4 separate regions of the Mus musculus genome follow, and regions 1, 2 and 4 are each linked to region 3. Evidence: chromatin contacts called from public HiChIP or PLAC-seq and promoter capture Hi-C data. All regions are on one chromosome and are shown on one strand. The core of a region is the stretch at or near the end of the contact, and the rest is flanking DNA. Distances in the headings are between cores, read along the strand shown.

Region 1 (2,806 bases), core at 51-2,550, 660 kb before region 3:
TGGATCACTGAATGTAAAACAGTAACCATTACCATCAAGAATGTGGAAGGACTTCAAATGTGGCTGCAGATGACAATCTGACATATTTTTTCTTCCTTCCTTCCTTTCATTGAATTCCTGGATTACAACTGAGCTTTTAGCCTAACTACTGTGGCAGCACTCCAAGAAAATAGAGCAACCCAACTTTCTTCCTGGCCAGAGTGTTTGGACTATGGGTCAGTCCTCAAATACACATGTACAAACCTACTCTTGTGTGCAGCCCTAAACAGTTCTGACATACAGGGAAAAAGCCAGTCCTTCCTGTTTAGCCACCTCTGTCCTTGTCTCCCACCCATACTCTAGCCGACATGGATAACTGGCAGTTACACACCCTCATACTTTATTCTCATACTTCTGGACCTTTCTTGATGTTACCAAACGCTACAACACCCTTGCAAAGCATGAACTCTTCCCATTCCTCTGATCACTTAGAGCTCAGCTCCTCTGACTCTTTTTCAGCAACTACCTCCAATCCAAGACACTTCAGACAAAACTGACATTCACTACTTCTGTGTTTGTGCTATATGTAAATTGACTTGTGCTGGTTTCCATCAATTTTATCTGAGACGCGTTTATAAAATAGAACTAAGAACTCCTTGAAAGTCAGATGGTGTGATAGAAAAGTGCTTATGTTCTGGGCTCTGATAAAAGGATTCAAGCCGGATCTCTTTCCCTTGTAGCTGCCCGAGTTTTTACAGTCAAACTCACCTCCCTGTGCCAGTTTTCTCATCTTTAAGATGAACACCATTTAGACTAGTTAAGACTCAGTGATTTTAATATGAGAAAAGTGAAACACTAGGTCTGTTACCTAGTAAGGGCTAGATAAAGGGTTGGCGCGCATCACCACTGGTTGAAGGAACCCTAGAATGCATGGTCTGCAAGCTCCATATGGGAAGGAATAATCAATTTGTCCTCACAGCAATCAGTGATGCATCTCACAAATACAAAGCAGTGTGCCTGAAATGGGCATAGTCTCAAGAAATAATCTGTTTAGTTGGCGGAGGCCTTAATGACTCTACAATTATCATAAATACCGCCCCCATCCTCTATTAAGCCTTACCAAGGTGCTTAATACCTCGCAGAAAAACTAGAAAAACGTTCCCTTCCTCTAATTCTTCTACTTCATCTCCGTTGTTCCTTTGTGCGAATTTGATTCCCTAATAAGTTCGAACCCCACAGCAAGCCTGGCCTTTCAGTCAGTAGTGGGAGGGGGCGGGAGAGGAAGCCTGAGCGGGGCGTGGTCACCACATTGCAGAGCTTGAGTGCGCCTGCGTAGGATGCGGCAAAGCTAGGTGCTCTTAGGCTTTCCTTCATTGCTGGCTACTGCTTTTGTAAAAGGATCGCCTGTCTCGCCAGCTCTCACTTTCGAACCGCACAGCTCCTGAGTATCAGGCTTCGGCTCTGAGCTGAGCTGCCAACACACCTCAGATCCTCCCTGCGACGGATCGCTGACCTCCGCGTTCGCGTTCCTGTCTCCTGGAACCATGTCTCTGGTAAGCCAGAATGCGCGCCAAAGCAGCGCAGAGACTACCGCCGATTACAGCAACAGCCAGGGTGAAATGCAGGCTACTAATGCCTCCGGGCCTGCCACCTCCATGCTAGCCCTCGAAGCTCCCCAGGGCCCTGAGATTCCAAACGATCCACAGGGAGCCAGCGCTTCCCAGGCTGTGCGGGACCCGAGTGACATCGAGGTTCTCATCGACGAGCAGTCCCGACGTTTGGGGGCGCTCAGGGTCCACGACCCTCTTGAAGAGAGGTCGGTTGCTTTAGTGAATTTCATGCGCATGAAAAGCCAAAATGAGGGGTCTATCCGACAGTCAGAAATGCTGGAGTTTCTCAAAGAATACTCAGATCAGTTCCCTGAGATACTCAGACGAGCCTCAGCTCATCTGGATCGGGTCTTTGGGTTGAATCTGAGAGTCCTTGATCCTCAGATGGACACTTACAACCTAATCAGCAAACCAGGTCCCCAGACCACTGAACGGCTAGCAGAGACCCTGGACATACCAAAAGCGGGTCTCCTGGCCTTGGTCCTAGGCCATATTCTCTTGAATGGCAACCGGGCAAGAGAGGCCTCCATTTGGGACCTGCTGTTAAAGGTGGATGTGATAGATGGGTCTCAGAGGATCAACAACCAGTTTGGGAACACAAGAAACCTCCTTACTATTGACTTTGTCCATATGCGATTTTTGGAGTACTGGCCAGTATATGGCACTAATCCCCTTGAATTTGAGTTCCTGTGGGGCTCTAGAGCTCACAGTGAAATCACAAAGATGGAAGCCCTGAAGTTTGTAGCAGAGGCCCATGATGAAGAACCCTGGAGCTGGCCAGAAGAATATAACAAAGCTCTGGAAGCTGACAAAGCCAAAGAGAGAAGCCAGGCTGCTGGCTTAGAGTTCTGGTCAGAGGACACTATGAATGATAAAGCAAATGAATTGGTCCAGTTGGCCATTGGTGTCACTGAGGAGTTGCTGCCTATCCATCAGGATGAGCTATTTGCTAATACTGGCAAAGAATTCCAGGATGTGTTCCCAAATATCCTCAGCAGAGCCACTCTAATCCTTGATCTGTTTTATGGGTTCTCTCTGATTGAGGTTGATACCAGTGAGCACATCTACCTCCTTGTCCCCCAACCAGAATCAGAAGAAGAACAAGTAATGCTAGAGAGCCTGGGCAGACCCACCCAAGAATACTTGATGCCAATCCTGGGTTTGATCTTCCTGATGGGCAACCGTGTCAAAGAGGCCAAGATCTGGAACTTACTCCA
Region 2 (2,843 bases), core at 141-2,640, 920 kb before region 3:
TTAGCTTCAGTGGGCATCCCAGAAGCGCTAGGGCCCTCGGCAGCTAGGGACATCTGCGAGGTGCTCGACCCCTCCCCCAGGCAGTGCAGCTCCGAGGTGCTCCGGCCCTCCCCGCAGGGAAGCAGCTCACAGGATCCCTCCGCAGCGCATGGCGCCAGCGAGCTGCAGAAGCCCTCAGCAGAAATGGATGACAGGGACGAGCTCAGGCCCTCGGCTGAGGTGCTCGGGCTCTCACAAGCAGCTGATGGCACCGAGGTGCGCAGTCCCTTTTTGGAGGTGGGCGGCACGTTGACGTTACATCCCTCCATTATGATGGGCGACACCCAGGAGCTCTGGATCTCACCGGAGGGGGGCGACATGGAGGCGAACAGTCCCTCAGCGGAGGGGGGCGGCGCAAAGATGTCGGGTTCCTCCAAAGCGGAGAACAGCATAGAGATGCTCAGGCCCTCACCGAAGGTGGGCGGCAGGTTGATGCCCAGTCCATTAGAGTCAGTGGGCGGCACCGAAGTGCTTGGGTCCTCACTAACGGAGTAGGGCTCGTTGATACCCGGTCCCTCCGAGATGTTGGGCGACATAAAGATGCTCAAGCCCTCATCAGAAATGCCCGATTCCTCAGAGAAGGTGGGCGGCACCGAGATTCCCGGGCCCTCACCCAGGGTGGGCTCCATGTTAGGGCCCCCATCAGAGTGACGCTGCTCAGAGATGGCCAGCCCTTCTGAGACAGGGAGATGCTCATAGGCCTTTGAGCCTTTAGGAGCAGTGGGCGGCACAGGGCTATTCGGGCCCTCCGAGGCGGTGATTGACATAGCGGTGTTCAGCCCTGCGGAAACTGCAGGAGGCCGGGAGGCGCCCCGACCCTTCCTGGAGGTGGGCATCTCGGAGGTGTTCGGCCCCTGGGAAATGATGAACTGCCTAGGGGCGCTTGAGCCCTCTGAGGCGGTGGGCGGCACAGAGGCGCTTGGGCCCTCCCGGGGGGTGGGCAGCATGGAGGTGCCAGGGCCCTCAGAGGCGCGGAGGCCCTGGAGGATCTTAGGATCGTTGCGATCCCGAGGGACGTCTGGGCCTGGCACAGCAGCAGGGTGACCCTTCCCGTTGTTTCTGCGCGCATTGGCCCTTCCACCGCGGCGGCGGCGCGAATTCTGGCTTACCAGCGACATGGTCCTGTCGACCGACGTGTGGAAGCTGACACTGACAGGCCCGCGATCTCACAGACGAGGGGGAGAGGTATGTAGGCGCCTCTGCACGGAACTGCCGCTAGAGCAGGAATGCTGCTGCTGCCAGGCCCGAGCAAGTCGCAGGAGCAGAAATTAGAGGTGGTGGGCAAGAACGAAGGTTCTAGCCGACTGTGAACGCTAGTCTCAGAATGCTCGCCTCTCACACCCCGCCTTCTGCCGCAGTCCGCGCAGGCGCAGTTGGGCTCTGCGACAAGGCGACCCCGCCCAACCCAGCCTCTCCCGTGGGTTTGCGAAAGTGGACCTGGTGATTCTGCACCAAAACTGCGCAATGGCAGGAGGGAGGCTTTGATAGGAGACAAGGAGCTTGGAGCAGATGGGTAAATGGAGGTAATACTAGCTATTTCTCAAGAGTCAGGGTACCTACTAGAAGGTTTCTACCCAAGTGTCAGGTACTTGATAGATTTTCAAAATTGCATCCTAAGGATGCATTGGGGAAAATGTGCGTGGCGCATGGAAGGGTGCAGCTTTCATCCCCTCCCTTGTCTCCTCTGTCATTTTCTCTATCGAAACCTCTAATACCTCTCAAATTACTGCCCCTTCTCCAAAGGGCTGGGATTTAGTTCTACTTAGGAAACCTGTAGCTAGCTAGAAATTTTCACTGCACAGTCCCAACCCTTACCAATGTAGAAAAATGTAATCTCTTTTGTGGAGTCCTTCAATAGTGCTATTCCAACCACACCCAAAATTAATTATCCTAGGACAGTTAGTTAGCACCATGGGGTCTGTTAGAAAAACTCACTGTCAGGTTTTGAAAACTGCAATTAGCATGGTTTATGGAGGCAAGTCTCTGGGAAGGTTTCTATTAGTTACTAAAGAGCTACTGGAATATGAGCCAGCTAAAGCACAGGAAGCTGTCCAGAATTAGAAGGATAATGGATAGAAGGAAACATTTGGTTTCCTTATAGGGCCTCATGGTTACCTATGCTGCCAGTATTCTGCATGTTTCTGTGAAGTTAATCTTGTGTAGCTTTGTGCAGTACCAACTGGTTTTAACAGAATCAATCATATGGTGTCATATTCCAACAATATTTTATGTTATCCACATTGCATTCAGCACATGGGTCCACAAAATCGACTATGGGCCTATTACAGCATTACCTAAATATGTGCATATGATTAGCCTCTGAATCTTGGCTAATGTCTATGGTTAGGAGAACAGGCTCATTTTCATAAGTGAAACTTGTGGAGGAGCTTTCCCAAAGATTCTGCTACAGTCTATTAAAATCAAGCTGGTGAGAAGCAAGCCCAGAATGCAGTTAAAAATGCCATGCTATATTCTGCTGCAGCAGAAGACACGTGTACATTTGGGGAGTTGAGTGTTCCTTCTTGTTCACATTAGTGTGCATGAGAGTTCATGTTTCCTAATGACTGTCAAGCACACACAAAGAAGGGGCTCTTCCATGTGCCTGCACTAGAATTAAAAGAGATCACAATTTAAATAAAGTTGTTAATTTAATAGCTGCACACAAAATTATACCATGTACAATAGAACAGTCACATATGGAACACTCAGGGGTGGTCACATTATTTAAAAAATAAACACTAACTATCATACATTTGGCTTATTTCTGTTCCTTCTTATCATGACATAGCTATGTTTCAGTGAAG
Region 3 (2,700 bases), core at 90-2,589:
GATGAAAGAGTCAGGACTGCGTTCCTTTAACTTAAACCCGACCCCTGTATCTTTTACTTTGCCTTGAAAAATCTCTCCCCCTACCCTCCTGACCCATACACATTATCCATGTCTGTGCTGTTTCTGGGGAGGGGTTAGGTGACAGGCTAGAGGCCCTGGGAAGGGTTAGAGGACTTACACACTGCAGATCTCGAAGTCTGACCTTAGAAAATGAGGCTGTAGGGTGGAAACAGAGAAATCTGAAATTGAGCTCTCCATGACTGGGAAGCTGGGTTGTGGCAAGGACTTGCTGGAGCAAGTGCACACAAAGTAGCTAGCTTTATTCTCTCCGCTCTAGCGTCAACACTTAATCGTTCTCCCTGGTTTCTAGTGGCACTGACCGTGGCTCTCAGGCCCCAACCCTACACCCTGGGCTTCATTGAATACTACGTGTTCCCCGGTGGGTCGCTTTCCATTCCTGTACTGTTGATTCCCAGGGCGTCAAAAGGGAAATGACCACCTAAGGAATTTTCCTGTGACAGCAGTCAGATCCCATTTCCTTCCCGGCCATATTCAGAATCCCTTTTTCTCTCCTTCACTTCCTAAAAAAACTCATCCCTTTCCAATTCTCTGCCTTGTTACAACCCTTCCAGCACAATCCACCTTCCCGGGGCTTGGGGCCTGAAGTTAAGGGTAGGTTGGATGGATAGAGGCTTAATACATGGAGCCATTCAGATATTCTTCCTGAAACTTCAGAGCGCCCCTCTCTGAACACATAACTGCCTTCAAAGGCGTGGGAGAGTGGTGTCCGGCTGCGTGTCTGCTAGGGGAAGAACAAGCCAGCAGCGCCGTGGACTGGGCGGGCTGCGAGAATGTGAGTGGGGGGCGGGGTGGGGGTGGGGAAGGGGGGTGCGCGCCCTTTATGACAGGTGGCCGCGCAGTGCGCGCTCCCGGACGTCTGAGGGGACCGCCGGGAGGGACAGACAGACAGACAGGGTGGGAGGGGGCACACACGAGGAAGGGACCGCAGAGAGGGTAAGGAAAGAGAGAGCAAGATAGGGAGGGCTGTGGTGGGGAAGGAGGATAGGGAGGGGAACGCGTCCAACAAGAACTGCTGTGTTGGAGGAAACAATGGCAGGGGCAATAGCGATGGTGGCAGCCGAGGCAGCCCCACTCTGGGCACCTTTCTGAATGGGCAGAGGCAGCTCTGGAAGCAGAAGAGAGCAGGCAGAGCCCGCAGAGGCTCTGAGCCAAGCAGCCCAGGGAGGAGAAGGGGGAGGAGGAGGAGGAAGAGGAGGAGGAGGAGAAAGGGGGGAGGAGGGGGCCGAGGCAGGGGGGGAGAACCCGGGAAGGAAAACCAGTAGCATCAGCAGCAGCAGCCACCGCCGCCGCCACCACCACAGCAGTGGCAGTAGCGGCAGTGGCAGCGTTTAGCAGTAGTGTTCCCAGCGCTAGCGGCAGTCGCAACCGCCCTCCGCGTCTCCGTCTCGCGGACAGCCGCAGCCACCGCGTGCAGAGCGGGCTCCGGGCACCGCCGCGCGCAGCCGGCGAGCCGGGCAGTGCTGGCGCGGGCGAGCGGCGCGGTGAGAGGAGCGCTGTCCTGGGAGCCGGCGGGCGGCTGTGGAGCCTCTGAGTTTCGGCGCCCGAGCCCGACAGCTCTGCCTCCATCTAGTGCGGCGGCTGCGGCGGAGCCAGAGTGAGCGAGCGGAGCGAGGCGCGTCCACCTGGCGGGCCCCGCGCATGGAGCAGAGGCAGAGGAGACGGCAGTGAGCGGGAGCAGCGGCGGCAGCTCTAGCAGCTCCGGCGACGGCGACGGCGGCGGCAGCCCAGCCTTGACTGCGACCGTCCCAGCTCGGGACGCCGGCAGCAAGGACCCACCAGCGACGTGCGCCTCGGGAGGCGGCCTGCGAGGTGAGTCTGAGCGCTGCCATGCAGCCTCCCCCATCCCCCCCGGGCCTTCTCCCTGGCTCCCCGGGCCGGCTGGAGCCGGCGGGCGGCAGCTGGGGGTGGGGGTGGCGGCTGCGAGGAACCGAGGGCTAGCCGAGCGAGGAGCCGAGCAAGGGATGCCGGCGGGGAGAGCGTGTGTGTGTGTGTGTGTGTGTGTGTGTGCGCGCGCGTGCGTGTGAGTGTGTGTGAGTGGGAGAGTGTGCGAATGGCGTGCGGGTGCTGTCTGTGTGCGGGAGGCAGCGAGGCCGCCGGGGCGAGGGAGCCTGGCTCGCCCGCCGCTGCCGCCGCCGCTGCCGCCGCCGCCGCCGCCGAGCGTGCGCTGCAATCTAGGAAAGGCCTGTGTGCCGCCGCCGGGGGAGGGGGAGGGGAAGGGAGCGGGCCGGAGCCGCCGCCACTGCCGCCGCCGCTCACACACGCCTGCCTGCCGCAGGGCAGCGGCCGCTAGCCGCCTGCCACCTCCCATCGGTTCGGTGACCCCGGGGGAACCTCGGGCGTCTGGGGAAAGTGGCACGGCCCGAGGCACGCGTCCGAGGGAGCGGGAAAACGTAGGCACGCGGCGGGCGCCGGCTGGCGTCCCGGCCGAAGCTGCAGAGGTGCGAAGGCGCCGCTGGCCGCCGTACGGACGCCTCCCCCGCCCGAGGCTCCCGCGCGCCCCAGGCGCCTCTGGCCACCCCGCGGTGGCACGGGCGGCTCGCAGCACCCGCTCCAAGCAGCCGCCGCTGGCGACCGACGAGAAGTTAGGGGCCCGAGCGAGCCTCGCCCAGGCTTGTCACC
Region 4 (2,700 bases), core at 63-2,562, 620 kb before region 3:
AAGAGTAGAGATATGTCATCAAAACTCAGGCGCTCATGCTTAATAGCAGGCTTCCCACCTACAACTCCTGCTGTCTCGTTCTTCATCTCTGCTGAAGCAAGCAGGGGAGAAGATGAAGTCGGGGGTCAGGATTTGAACAAAGTCCTGTGCTGTTGTGGAACTGCCCCTTCTCTCCGGCTAAGAGCCACCTTGTCCGAATTCCAGGGTTCTTGTTCAGCCATTCAAGTTTCCAGACCGGTAATCAGTTCTGAGTGTCAGTGTCCAGACCCATAATGGCTTAATCTGCCCAATGGCCTGTTGCTATGGCAATTCTGCAAGAGCTCTACCCGGTAAATGAAATGAAAGGCAGCAGGAAACTTGGGGGGCTTAGGCATGTAGGAAAGGGGGTCCAATTATAATTTGAATGTCTTAATTGCACTAATTGATACACATGTGATTCAAAAGGCACAAACACAGACTGGAGCAACAGGGGACATGTTTAGGACCAGCAAGTTGGAAAAGGCCCATTTCTTTGTAGAAAACCCGACCGAGGAATGCAAAAGGTAAGGGAGGTGCAAAGAAATTAGGACTCGGGGTGAACTGGGTGACTGCCCCTGGATGTCCCACTGAATGTCCTTTAACACTGAAGATTCCTGTCGTTACTTGGAGCCTATTGAAAGAGGGGCATTCAGAATGGCTATCCCAACAAGAGAACAGCACTTCTCTGTCCTGGAGGGCTAGGACACAGGCCCTGGAGATTGCACACAGGCCCACAGCTCAGCTGCTTGGAGCCCAGGTCCATTCACTGGTTGTTCTGCTCACACCTCTGCAGGGAAGATCTGCCATGTTTGTCTCCTTTAAGCCAATATTTTGGACTCTATAATCAGCTTAGGTGTCTAATGGCTCAGTCATGGCTTAATTGGCCCTCATCGCTGGTTGCTATGGTGATGCAGCCAGGAGCTCTGCTCACTAAGTTAAAATAGGAGAGAACTGAAGTGGGAGGGGACAGAAAACGAAATGGTCCAAGACTGAATATGAGAAATCATTAATTACACTAATTGACAGCCTTTGGTGATTAAAAGCCCATAAGCATGGGTGACGGGACAAGGACAAGGGGCCTGGACACTTATCTGGGCATCAAAATAAAGGGATGCATAAGACACGATGGAGAAGTCCAGAGGATGACAGAGGAACTCTGTAGCTGCTCGGGCTCTCTGGTATGAGTTTCAGAAAGACACTGGCATGGGACGGGGTCAGGAACCTCACCTGAATACTGCATGACTCCTCCTCAATTATCAGTTATGCCATTCCCTGGAATCTGAGGCTCGGGAATGAGGAGACTGGAGTTAAATGCATGCTGGGAAAGAAGCCAGTGGGCTTCTGAGTTCCAGAGCACCTAGAGCACTGGCTCCCACCAAGACTCCAATTGAGAACTCTGCGGACGTGCACCTCGTTCTCCACTGAGAGAAAGCGGCCTGCCAATAGCCACAAAGCCCTCTGTGGCAGAATACAGCTTTCCTCACATGTCACGTGGCCAAGAGTGACCATGGGAGCACAGAAGGATCCCTGGATTTTATAGACAGCCTGTGTGACATGGAGGGCTAGATGAGAAGTTTCTCAGAGACTCTGCATTCTGGAAGGAGATAATGGTCATTCAGAAGGAGGTGATGAAGCAGGGGAAGGGAAGAAGAACCTGCTCCCTGCTGGCCCCTGTGAGGTCCTTGTGAACTAGCTCCTTGCTGCATAGTGTCTGGAAGTGAGTTTCAGTTTTCCCTGGGACAACTTGCCTGGGGACACAGGGTGCTAATTTGTATGGTTCTGATAGCCTCTTGGCAGTGAGGCTTGCTGCAAAGGAACATTTCTCCATGAGGGGATACCATCTCCTATGCTGGATTCCAGGCTACTGGCAAGGCTGGGAGTGGGGCCAGGGTCTCATGATGAGGGAATCTGGGCTGTGTGTATCAGGTACACAGCTGCAGTTAGAGCCACTTGCACATGCCCACCCTTCTCATGCAAACTTCCCTGGGGAACATGCTCTCACCTAGGTGTCAGGGGACATCTAGGTGCTGGGAACAAGGTACTGTGTGACTTTCCAAGGGTCCTGGGTCCCTGATCCTGACCACAGAGGAAGGTTCAGACTCTAACCAGGATGCTTTTCTTTTGTGTGTGTGTGTCTTTTGTTTAATTGACTTAAAAATGACAGGCTTCCTTCCAGTATTTTCATACATGCTTTGCTTTGGTTGACTTTCTTCTGGCCTTGTACACCAGAACACCCACATTACTGACTCTCATTTTCTCAGCTGTTCCCATTTACCCCCAGTATTCCTGCATTTCACTTCAATATCTCATGTGATTGACTGTCTGTTCCATCCCTCCATCAAAACCTATTTTCATTTTGAGACAGTGATACAGGAAGTCCAGGCTAGGTCTGAATTCCCTGTAAAGCTAGGGACAGTTTTGGAGCCCTGATCTTCCCTTGTGCTCTTCCCAAGTTCTGGAATTACAGGTCTGAGCTACCACACCCGGATCCCAGAGGCTTTGAAAGGGTTCCAGGAAAGAACCCTTGCTGTGTTCTAAAGCATCATAGAATGAGTCAAAACCAACAGTGATAAGAAACTAGAGGGACACTGGAATATACTGGCTTATATGTAGAAAGGGCAGAGGAGACTACAGGGTTACTTTAATACTGGCCTTTGACTTTTCAGAGTTGCTGGACCCGGG

Evidence for each region. Promoter capture Hi-C pulls out the DNA fragments that hold promoters and counts their contacts. HiChIP or PLAC-seq counts read pairs in DNA pulled down with a chosen protein or histone mark.
Region 1: a contact with region 3 is called in an H3K27ac HiChIP or PLAC-seq map of embryonic stem cells, with 5 times the contacts expected there. The contact joins the promoter of Magee2 here to the promoter of Nexmif in region 3. A contact is called at or near these places in 14 of 39 promoter capture datasets (the 3T3-L1 cell line, the C10 cell line, cranial neural crest and 7 more), 3 of 484 Hi-C or Micro-C datasets (B cells, embryonic stem cells and nephron progenitors), 10 of 115 datasets of contacts at active chromatin or transcription factors (craniofacial prominence, embryonic forebrain, embryonic hindbrain and 3 more) and 3 of 9 other capture datasets (adipose tissue, embryonic stem cells and macrophages).
Region 2: a contact with region 3 is called in a promoter capture Hi-C map of liver, with 4 times the contacts expected there. The contact joins the promoter of Magee1 here to the promoter of Nexmif in region 3. A contact is called at or near these places in 4 of 39 promoter capture datasets (liver, maxillary cranial neural crest and pre-B cells), 1 of 484 Hi-C or Micro-C datasets (muscle stem cells), 1 of 115 datasets of contacts at active chromatin or transcription factors (astrocytes) and 2 of 9 other capture datasets (adipose tissue and liver).
Region 4: an H3K4me3 HiChIP or PLAC-seq map of embryonic stem cells shows a contact between it and region 3, with 10 times the contacts expected there. The contact joins the promoter of 1700121L16Rik here to the promoter of Nexmif in region 3. A contact is called at or near these places in 2 of 39 promoter capture datasets (cranial neural crest and pre-B cells) and 1 of 115 datasets of contacts at active chromatin or transcription factors (embryonic stem cells).

The regions. Positions count from the first base shown.
Region 1 is chrX:104,855,761-104,858,566 of GRCm38.p6, reverse strand. It overlaps Magee2 (melanoma antigen, family E, 2), which reads left to right and starts at 1,300. Exons shown (of 1, transcript NM_053206.2): 1 at 1,300-2,806. The coding sequence starts at 1,524.
Region 2 is chrX:105,118,925-105,121,767 of GRCm38.p6, reverse strand. Magee1 (melanoma antigen, family E, 1) reads right to left here and starts at 1,390. Exons shown (of 1, transcript NM_053201.4): 1 at 1-1,390. The coding sequence starts at 1,157.
Region 3 is chrX:104,199,823-104,202,522 of GRCm38.p6, reverse strand. Nexmif (neurite extension and migration factor) reads left to right here and starts at 1,339. Exons shown (of 5, transcript NM_001077354.3): 1 at 1,339-1,890.
Region 4 is chrX:104,815,388-104,818,087 of GRCm38.p6, reverse strand. It overlaps 1700121L16Rik (RIKEN cDNA 1700121L16 gene), which reads right to left and starts at 1,312. Exons shown (of 3, transcript NR_045453.1): 1 at 1,246-1,312.